2 separate regions of the Mus musculus genome follow, and region 1 is linked to region 2. A link is a contact called in public HiChIP or PLAC-seq data. All regions are on one chromosome and are shown on one strand. The core of a region is the stretch at or near the end of the contact, and the rest is flanking DNA. Distances in the headings are between cores, read along the strand shown. Region 1 holds the start of Tesk2 (testis-specific kinase 2). Region 2 holds the start of Nasp (nuclear autoantigenic sperm protein (histone-binding)).

What was found. HiChIP or PLAC-seq counts read pairs in DNA pulled down with a chosen protein or histone mark.
Region 1: a contact with region 2 is called in an H3K27ac HiChIP or PLAC-seq map of microglia, with 7 times the contacts expected there. The contact joins the promoter of Tesk2 here to the promoter of Nasp in region 2. A contact is called at or near these places in 2 of 39 promoter capture datasets (embryonic stem cells and erythroid cells), 1 of 15 datasets of contacts at CTCF or cohesin (the NIH/3T3 cell line), 7 of 484 Hi-C or Micro-C datasets (cardiomyocytes, embryonic stem cells, forebrain and 4 more), 7 of 115 datasets of contacts at active chromatin or transcription factors (the 230-238 cell line, the SCID.adh cell line, embryonic stem cells and 2 more) and 3 of 9 other capture datasets (adipose tissue, liver and pancreatic islet).

Annotation. Positions count from the first base shown.
Region 1 is chr4:116,718,138-116,723,533 of GRCm38.p6, reverse strand. It overlaps Tesk2 (testis-specific kinase 2), which reads right to left and starts at 2,579. Exons shown (of 11, transcript NM_146151.4): 1 at 2,278-2,579.
Region 2 is chr4:116,624,333-116,629,764 of GRCm38.p6, reverse strand. Nasp (nuclear autoantigenic sperm protein (histone-binding)) reads left to right here and starts at 1,814. Exons shown (of 16, transcript NM_016777.3): 1 at 1,814-1,875; 2 at 2,336-2,433. The coding sequence starts at 2,375.

The sequences.
Region 1 (5,396 bases), core at 1,330-3,829, 93 kb before region 2:
CCAGAACTGGAGTTACACACAGTTGCATATAGTCACTGGGAACTGAATCTGTGTCCCCTGGGAGAAAGACCAATGCTCTTAAAAGCTAAGCCACCTCTTCAACCCCAGATTTTACTTCTTATAACTTCTAATTCAGACTGTGCAGTTAATCATAGGCCCACAGTATCATTCGCAGTCTGAAAAGTGGCTCCCATTTTATATTTCTGCTTTGCAAATTCCAGTTCTGGGTCAACCCAATCTTTTGGGGTTTGCTTTATTTTGGTTTTTGTCTGCCTGTTTGTAGGGTGTTGAGGAAAATGTAAAATCTGATGGTGGCACAACCTTTTAATTCTAGCAGAGGCGGGTGGATCTGAATAGAAGAAGAAGGAAAGGAAGGAAGAAAGGAAAGGAAAGAGAGAGAGGAAGGAAGGAAGGAAGGAAGGATCCTTACCCTTGGTGGTAGAGATGGCTCAGTGGTTTAAAGCACTTGTTACTCTTCTAGAGAACCCAGGTTCGAGTCCTAACACCCACGTGGCAGCCACAACAATCATCACTCCAGTTCCAAGGGTCTGACACCCTTTTCTGATCTCTGAGGGCACCTTCACACATGTGCACAAACATACACACAGGCACACACTTACACACCATACAGCATGATCCACATAGTGAGTTCCAAATCAGTCAGGGCTACACTGCGAGATTCTGTCTGAAACCAAACCAACAGAAGAAGCACTCATCACATAAAATAAAAATAAACCTAAAAACAACAAACCCTTGCTATTTCCCACTGATGATTCCCATGGCTATAACGCTCATGTCAGAAACTCACCGCAGTTCCGTCAACCTCCAGAGAAAGCTGATTTATCTACAGATAACTGATCACAATAAAAATAAGACCAGTCTAGTGTGATAACACGCATAATTCCCGGCTGGCCTACCCTCAAACAAGCAGAAAAAGAGAGAAAGAAGGCAGATGTGCTGCTCACTGCCGCCTGCCTTCCACTTACTCCTAAATCCGTGGGCTGACCACTGCATTACAACCACCAGATTATCAAAACTGCCTTTGAAAGAAAACAAGTCACTTCCTAATTGCCAGACTCGTGGCTTCACACTCTCCTGCTGCTTGACCTGGGAAGCGCCTGGTATCCCCCTCCCTTCTGGAGACTGTCTTTGGCTTCTGTGATACTGCCACAGTGTTCTAGCTCTCTTCAGTGTCTGTTATCCTCAGCAATGCTGCCTCTGTCCACAGCCCAATTCTCCGCTTTCTGGAGTACTACGAGGGGGTGCTAAGGTTTCAAGTATTCCTATTTAATTCCAATTTATGTCTTTAGAGCCTAACTTAATCAGTTCTATGAGCAACTTTCCACCTCTATTTGAAAAACTCGGGTTGAACTTGTCCACAACCCAACTTATCATTCTTCAGATCTACTTCTTTACATTGTTAGCACCACCAACCCAATACCATAAACCAATGAGAAAGCCCTTATGTAGAAAAGCAGAAAGCAAAAAACCCTCTAAATTCTATTCTAAAATTCTTGGAATTTCATGCCATTCTCTTCATTTTCCACAACTATTCCAGTCCATTCATCCTCTTCTCACGCACAAAACACAGCAGCCTCCTGACTACCTGGGCCTTCTGCCCTCCGGTCTTACTTTCAATCTTTCTTTCACATTTTCCAGAGATAATCCATATCAAACTCCTGCTTACAACCTTCAATGGCTCCGTATGCCTACAAATAAAGTCCAAATTCTTTAACAAGTTTTTCTCAGAGGTTTAAATTAAAAGGTTTTTCAATTGGACTAATCTGGCTTTTATTTCCAACTAAATCAGAATCGTAGTTTAGATAAGAGTCTTCTTCAAAATGAAGGGTAAGAACGTGAATAAAAAGGAGAGAAGTCTCTTAGGATAGGAGTCAGGGTGGTTAGGAGAGATGAGCACGTTTCGGAGGGAATCCAGATCTCAGAGGGAGAAGGGGGCTCGGAGACTAGTGAGGCACACTCAGTAGGGGAACGGGACGTGAAGGATTCCACAACTTCACAAGTGAGGAAGGTCAGACACAAACAACCCTTTTGAGTATAACGTCCAATGGGTTCTTGACCCCTGAGACGAGGTGGGGACTGTCCCGGGACCCGGAGGGAACTGAGAAGGAAAGGGGGAGAGGGGCAAGAGACAGTCCCCGCTTCTTTGAGAATCTCAAGTACAGCACCGGATTGTCCAGTGCTCAGCGACCCATGAGCCAAGCTGCGCGCAGGGCAGGGATGCCGAGCCTTGGTCCCCAGGCACTCTCCCGACGTTACCTGAGGCACAACTGAGCCGCGGAGGGGGCGTCTGCGCCGGCCAGAGGGTAAGGGAGGCAGCGGCCCAGAGCGAGCATAGCAGCTCCCGGCCGCGGCTGTTTAGCCTGCGGAGGAGGTGAGGGTCCCTTGGGCAGAAGCCGGAGATTGCTCAGGGCCAGCGGCGGCGCAGGAGCTGGAGGCTACTGCCATGGCCTTGCGGTCTGAGCTGCTTTCCCCCGCCTACTCGGCGGGGCCCGGAGGCGGATCACCGCTGGGACTGAGAAGGCAGCTGGAAACTCTCGGCTCCCCGCCGGTGAGTGTCTGAAACGCCTGGGGGGCAGGGGGCTGGGGGCGGGGCCCCGTGAGCTCCGCCCCCTCCTCAGGCCTCCCTCAGAGCAGCCAATCAATCGTCAACCTTTGACAAACGAGCTAATAGAGTTGCCCAATTAACGTTAGGAATGCCACGTGGTACGAGGGTGGGCACAATGGGCGTACAGAAAAGCCAATCAGCAACGCTCGGCGCCAACTCTTAGAAGATGAAGGGAACCAATAGGAAGAGAGTGGAGTTAAAAACAGAGGGGACAGTGTGTTGAAAAAGCGGAACCGGAGAGAATTCACCTTGGGGAAAACCTAGTCTAAAGAGTCTCAGAGGGCGGGACACAAGAGAGACCAATCAAACCCCCCCAAACAGAAGCGAATGGTAAATTAATTAAGCCAATTAAACAAGCACTAAACTGGCGCGGCTTTTGAATAAGGTGTTCTGCTGGATCGAATGCAGTGTCCTGCAGGAACGCAGTATATTGACAAGCTAAAATTAGCACATAATTCCTAACAACTTGAGAAAGAGCAGTAAGTATAACTTAAACGAAATGCCAAAGGGAGAGATTGAATTCAGGGAAGGCTTAGAGGATTGGTATCACCAGCTAGATGGAAAGGAGAGATATGAAAGATCTTCGAAGGGAATAACAATTCTACCCAACTGTTCATCAGGTACAGATTTCCTCACACTTTCCATAGCCATGGATCTCAAGGGTTCATAATTTTATAGCTGAACAGACTGCTAAAGAAGAATAAGAGCAGTGGGATATAGGTCTTACTCCCAACGGTTTAGGGGCCTCCCTTCAGAAATCTTTAGCATGTGAGACATAATTAAAATATGTCTAGGAGCCGAGCATGGTGGCGCACGCCTTTAATCCCAGCACTCAGGAGGCAGAGGCAGGCGGATTTCTGAGTTCGAGGCCAGCCTGGTCTACCGAGTGAGTTCCAAGACAGCCAGGGCTGCACAGAGAAACCCTGTCTCGAATAACAAAAAAAAATAAATAAATAAATAAATACTAGGGGCAGAAAGCAATGGTAATGTACCATGTGGTCCAGGGTTCAATTCCCAGCACTGAAAATAATAACACCAATGGAATGTAGTGCTACTGACAGCTGAGTTTATGAAAATGTATAGTAGGAAATAAAATTGCAAGAGGCTGAACATGAGTGGAGTTTAAATAATAAAATTATCTTTTTATTTTAAATGCTGTGTGATTTATCCTTGAACAGAAGCATAACCTAAACAGGGAATTGTTTGAGGAAGAGTAATTAGCTCACAGAATCTCTGAAGGGAGGTACTCAGGCACAGTTCTCTTGGCCTGTTCAGGATCTTTCTGACATAAATTATGTGCTGCCACCTGGTGGCAGTTCAGACCCACTGTTCCACCGTTGTCCTTTAACATTTCTGTTGAAAGATTTGGCACCCTTGCAAGTGTGTCTCCCATAGAGCTTGATACAAACAGTTGATAAATACTACTGGTAGCAATCGGAGCTAATGCCACCATGCCAGATAAATTATCTGCCCAGTGAAAGACAGAGAGAGGCTTGGCGAAAAGGCTTGTGTTAAATGTGGATCTAAATAACAAAAATTTTTTAAATTTGGGGCTGGAGATGCAGTCCATTTGGCAGTGTTAGTATGCACGGCGCCCAGATGTGGTGTCACACTCCTATCAAATCACCATTCAGAAAGTGGAGGCAGGATTTCAGGAGTTCAAGGTCATCCTCAGCTAGATATGGAGTCTAGACCAGCCTGGGACACTTGATACCTGGCCTCAAAATAAAAACTATTAAATAGAGGAAGGAGGAAAAACAACAACACCAAGGGTTCAAGTAGTTACCGTGCAAACCTGAGGAAGAGTCTGTCATCCCAGCACTCCTGGAAGGTGGGAGGCAAAGACCAACACCAGAGCTGCCTCCTAATCCCAACATGTACTCGGTAGCATGAATGTACACAAACAAGCCAGGTATGGTCTACATACCTATAATACCTGGGGTGTGGCGACAGGAGGAACAAGGCCACCTTTGGCTATATAAAGAGTCTAAAGCAAGCCTGGACAACACAGGATTCTGTCATATACACACCAAAATAAATCAATAAAATAAAACTGGGTCTGAAGCTAAGTATGATATCACTGTATCACTTGTAATCCTGGCAATCAGGAGACTCAGGCAGGATGGAAACAAGTTTGAAGCCAACCTGAGCTACAGAGTTCTGAGTCAGTCCAAGTAAATGCATACTACATACTACATACTAAATGAAAACAGGGCTGAAGAGATGGCTCAGCAGGTAAGAGCACTGACTGCTTTTGCAGAGGATCCTGGTTCGATTCCCAGCACATATATGCTGATTCTAGTTAACTCCAGTTCCAGAGGATCCAGTGCTCTCACCTGGCCTCTGCAGGCACCAGACAAGCACAGTGGTACAGACACACATGCAGGCAAAGCAAAGCACTTACTCACATGAAATAACAATAAATAAAACAAAAGCAAAAAGAACCTCTCCTCTCCTTCCCTCTCTCTCAAGGTCTTTTTTTTTTGTCCTTTTTCAAGACAGGGTTTCTCTGTGTAGCCCTGGCTGTCCTGGAACTCACTCTGTAGACCAGGCAGGCCTCGAACTCAGAAATTCGCCTGCCTCTGCCTCCCTAGTGCTGGGATTAAAGGCATGTGCCACCACTGCCCGGCACAAGGTCTTATTATACAGTTCAGAGATGGTCTTGAACTCAGAGATCCATCTGCCTCTTCCCAAGAGCTGGGCTTAAAGGTGTGCACTATCATACCCACTGAGAGACCCTGCCTCTGGTCACCACATACTCATGCTCAAA
Region 2 (5,432 bases), core at 565-3,064:
CCTATTTAACATTAACAAACAAACAAATCTCAAAGGAAAATTAAAGATCTGGCAGTTAACTAAAACATGTAACACCAGTTGCTGGAAAGGTGGGTCATCAGTTAAGAACACTTGTAACTTCCGAAGGACTGGAGTTTGGTTCCTAGCACTTATATCTAAAGGTTCACAACTACCTGTAATCCCAGCTCTAGGGGAATCAATTTCTCTTACCTCTATTTCAACTCACAATCACAAATCTATATTTGTATACATAATTTAAAAGATCAAAGTTTGTGGGTTTTTTTTTGTTGTTGTTGTTTTGTTTTGTTTTTCTGAGACAGGGGTTTCTCTGTGTGGCCCTGGCTGTCCTGGAACTCACTCTGTAGACCAGGCTGGCTTCGAACTCCCAAGTGCTGGGACTAAAGGCATGTGCCACCACTGCCGGACAAAATTTTTTTTTTTTTTTGGAAACAAGATCTCACTATGAAGCCTTGGCTGTGTTGGAATTCCTTACATAGATTAGGTTGCCTCAACAGCTTCTGCCTTTGGAGTGCTGAAACAGGTGTGCTGTCTTAGAACTAGCTCTGTAAAACATTCTGGGTTCAAATCCAGGGAGACCAGTCTGCCTCCTGAGTGCTGAGATTAAAGGTGTGTGCTAGGACTGGAGAGATGGCTCACCGGTTAAAGAGCACTGGCTATTCTTGGAGAGGAACAAACTATCTGTAGTTCTTGTTCCAAGGGTTCAGACACCCTTACACAGACATACATGCAGACAAGATACCAATGTACATGAAATACAACTAAATAAATTATAAAGGTGTGTGCCATCATACCCAAGTTATTTTTTTTTTAAGATTTATTTATTTATTATATGTAAGTACACTGTAGCTGTCTTCAGACACTCCAGAAGAGGGCGTCAGATCTTGTTACAGATGGTTGTGAGCCACCATGTGGTTGCTGGGATTTGAACTTCAGACCTTTGGAAGAGCAGTCGGGTGCTCTTACCCACTGAGCCATCTCACCAGCCCCCCCCAAGTTATTTTTTAAAGGAACCCACTTATTTCTATTTATCCATTTTTAGTTCTTTTTTTTTTTTTTCATTTTGTGTGAATAAATGCTTTACCTACATCCATGTCTGTGCACCATATGCATGCCTGGAGCTTAACGAAGTGGTGAGGCGCCTTGTGGGTGCTGGGAATTGAAACAGGATCCTTTGCAAGAATAACAAGTGCTCCTAACCTCCTAGCGAATTTTCCAGCCACATTTACTTTTATTTAATGTGTATGAGTGTATCTGCATACATAAATGTGTACCATGTGTGTGCCTAGTGGCTCTGGTGGTCACAGGAAGGCATTGATTGAATGCCCTTGAACTGGAGTTACAAAAGGTTGTAAAAGAAGGCGTGTGTGGTGCTGCTCACCTGTAATCCCAGCCCTCGCAATCACAGGCAGGCAGATGTCTGTGGGTTAGAGATCAGTGGGTCTAAATAGCAAGTTTCAGGCTAGCCAGGGATAGACTGTAAGTCCCTACCTAATATATATGAAAGAAAAAAAAAGAGAGACAGCTAAAATATTTAAAGTGTTTTAAGTACAGGATTTAACTTAACAACTTGGACGTGGGTAAAGTAAGATGATGGCAGCAACGGATTGGATCAGTCAAAGGCGGTGGATCTAAACACCCGCATCCCTTTGCCCCTCTAAGAGTTTTGAATCAAGCGCGATAGTTTTATCTGTAGCCAATCCTAGAGCAGCATCTTGTTTCGTCAGTAGTTGCTGAGGCCCAGAGCCACGCGTCTGTCTGGTCAGTTCTAGCCGTTGCTGCTGTACTCGTGCTCAGCTCTTGCGTTTCCATCCGTTAAGACTGAGAGGACATAGGGAATACCTGTCACCTTCTCGGGTATCCCCGTCAGAAAGACACCTTCGGGACTACTTTTTCCACAGTCGCAGAGACTCACTGGCTCCACTTAATTGTGGAATCTCTAGGCTGGCTCCCATTCAGAAGTTGTAGTACTGAGATTTTGCTTCTATCACGACTAGCCACAGAAGCAGGAAATTGTTTGATTTTTGTTTTCTTTTTCCTTTCTATCTTACTTTCTTTTTCTTTTTTTCTTTTTTTAAGGAAAAACGGGCTAGGGCGGGAAGATACCCAAACGGGAAGGGATACAGGGCTGTGTCCTTGTGACAGAAAGGTGTTGAGTCCTAGTCCTTTAAATCCGAGGGGGGAGGATCCGGAAGTGGATGGGCGGGACAAGGGACCTGGTATATAAGAGGGCCTCAACCGCGCGGGGTCTCCAATCTGCCATTTTCTCTACCTGAGTGAGTCTCTGCTGTCCGGAATTCTCTGGTTTTCTTCGCAGGCAGTGTTCTGCCCACTGGCCCACCACCTCAGGGGAACGATGGCCACAGAGTCTACAGCCGCTGCTGCCATCGCCGCGGAGCTGGTTTCCGCTGACAAGTAAGCGGGACTGTGGCGAGCTTGAGGCCAGTCCTCAGGGAGAGTCCGGGGACTTGGCTTCCCGGGCGGGACGGGCTGGTGGGTGGGACAGCTGCCTTCCCCGGAACAACGGCGGCCGTGCGGAGAGGGTTGCTCTGTGGAGAAGCCCTACTTGCGAAGAGCTGGCGCGCCAGCGGTAACGGCGGGTGGCTGGCGCCCCCTGCCCGGCTTTTCACGGCCGCCATCTTGCCGGGGGCAGCGGTGGCTGGCTCCATCGCCGGCCCCTTTTTTCCACCCCTTGCCCGAGGTTGCCGGTAGGTAGGCGGGGCCCGGCTCCAGTCGGTCCTTGAGCCCCTCCTGATCGCGCACTCCTAGGGTGCGTCTCTGTAGAGAGTCTGTAGACGTACCGAGAAATTGGCCAACAGATTTGGCGCCAAAAAAAAAAAAAAAAAAAAAAAACCCACACGAGGATGGAGGCTTGGAACAGGGGACGCGGGTGGGTGGGGCCTCTCAGAGGGCGGGGCTTTGCACGCTGATCGTCGTAGTTTTGGCTCTTAGGAGTGGGCGGGGCCTGTAGGAGGCGGGAAAACTCCATTGTTTGGAGTGGATGCTGCTTTTGCCGGGTCGGTGGGGCGCAATGAATTTTATTATATACTCACTACCAGGTTTACAGTAATCTTGAGGGTGGCTACGGGACTGAAGCTTTGTAACTCTTAACCTTTGCGGAGAAGTGTCTTGATTCGTTAGGTTTTCGGTATGTGGGACGGGGATTTTGTTGCTTCAAGGGACACTTTACTTGCGTAGTGTCTTCGGTAAAGGCTGTATGTAGCTATCAGTCTAGTGTTTACTTGCTAGATGAGTTTGCTAAGCGAAAGGACCCCAAAGGAGGAATGCTTGATTTGAGAGCTTTAAAGTGCTAATCTAACTTGATCTCTCCCATATGCACAGAAGCATTCATCAGTTCGAGGAAAGAAGTTATTTTCCATACAGGTTCGATTTTCCAGTTTACCTTGCCTTTTTTAGGTCCTGGATTCTATTTTTTTCTGTCCCTTGAGCATTTTTTTTTTTTTTAACCAAGTTTTGCCTTGGGTAAAAGTAAAGGTGTCTGTGAGATATTTGATTGGTTTTTCTATAGGTTTATGTTTTAGATGACGTTTCACTCCGTACAGTTTACCCTATCACCTTTTGGTTCCTTTCCTAGTGGGTTCTTGAAAATCAGTGGGTCTCTAACCACTCAACCATTTGGGAAAGTGCAGTTTTACCCTCAGATTCCACTTTCCTAGGTCCTCTTCATTGATATTTTTAGGGCCAGAGTAGATTAAGTTTAGGAATTCGGTAGAAACTCCATTTCTGGTGCTTTCTGAACAGCTGCTTGTATTACGTTGGGGATCCCTTTCCTTCCAGTACTTTACAGTTTGGGAATGCCTAGCATCTCCTCAGATTTCCAAACTGTGTTTTTTGTTTTTCTGTGTAGTCCTGGCTGCCTTGGCCTCCCAAGTGCTGGGATTAAAGGAGTATACCACAACCTTCAGCCTTTTTTTGTTTTTGTTTTTGTTTTTTTTTAGAGACAGGGTTTCTCTGTGTAGCCCTGGCTGTCCTAGAACTCATTGTGTGGACCATGCTGGCCTCAAACTCAGAAATCCTCCTGCCTCTGCCTCCCAAGTGCTGGGATTAAAGGTGTGCCCCACCTCTGCCTGGCCAGCTGCTCTAAGATTTATTTATTTTATGTCTGAAAGTACATAAGCTATCTGTAAGCTATATGTACAATATAGCTATACAGATGGTTGTGAGCCTTCACATGGTTGTTGGGAATTGAATTTTTAGGATTTCTGCTCGCTCTGGTCAACTCCACTCCCTCAGCCCCTGCTTGCTCTGGCCCAAAGATTTATTATTATACATAGACACTGTAGCTGACTTCAGACCATCAGAAGAGGGAGATAGATCTCATTACAGATGGTTGTGAGCCACCACATGGTTACTGGGATTTGAACTCAGGACCTTCAGAAGAGCAGTCAGTGCTCTTACCCACTGAGCCAGCTTGCCAGTTCCCAGCTTTTTTTTTTTTTTTTTAAATTACTGTATAAACAAACTTTACAGAGATTTTCATGTATTCATTTGTGTTCAGTTACACTTTGGCTGTTGGTGAAGTAATTACCAGCTTCCTTCCTGAATGGGTATTTACAGAAAATTACATGCCTACTTTTTGTTGTTGTTTTGAGACAGGGTTTCTCTGTATAGACCTGGCTGTCCTGGAACTCACTTTGTAGACCAGGCTGGTGTCGAAACTCAGAAATCCGCCTGCCTCTGCCTCCCGAGTTCTGGGATTAAAGGTGTACTCCACCACACCCGGCTGGGTTTTTCTTTTATGTGTGTGTCTGTGAGTGTATGCCATGTGAAGCTATTAGAGGATGTTGGATCTACTGGAGTTGGAGTTACTGGTTGTTATTAGCCACCATGTGGATGTTGGAAACTGAACCCACATGTGCTCTTTAACACCTTAGCCATCTTTCTAGCATAGCAAATGCCTATACCAGCCTCTTGCTGTTCAATTTGAATTTTATGTCTTGCCTGGCAGTGGTGGCCACATGGCTTTAATCCCAACACTGAAGAGGCAGAGGCAGGTGGATCTCTGAGTTCAAGGTCAGCCTGGTCTACGGTTGAGTTCCAAGACAGCCAGGGCTGTTTATTGGCTGCTGCATTCTTAGTCTCTTAGTTTTTTTTTTTTTTTCATATGACAGCTGTATTTTCTATTTAAACACTACAAAATGGTTGGATTTACAATATTATGAGGGGTAGCCAGAGATGGCTAAAGTGTTTTCCCTATGTGTACTCTGGTATACATGCACATTGTTCCCCTTCTCACATCATAGCACACAATGAAAAAAAAGTCTTTAAAAAATCATTAAACATTTCTTTATTGTTTTTTCTTTAAAGAAGCTTTATTTTTTTAGTATATGCATTACAGGAAACAAAACACAAGAAAGCAAGAACAAAGTTACCCAGTCACAAGCAGTTCAGGT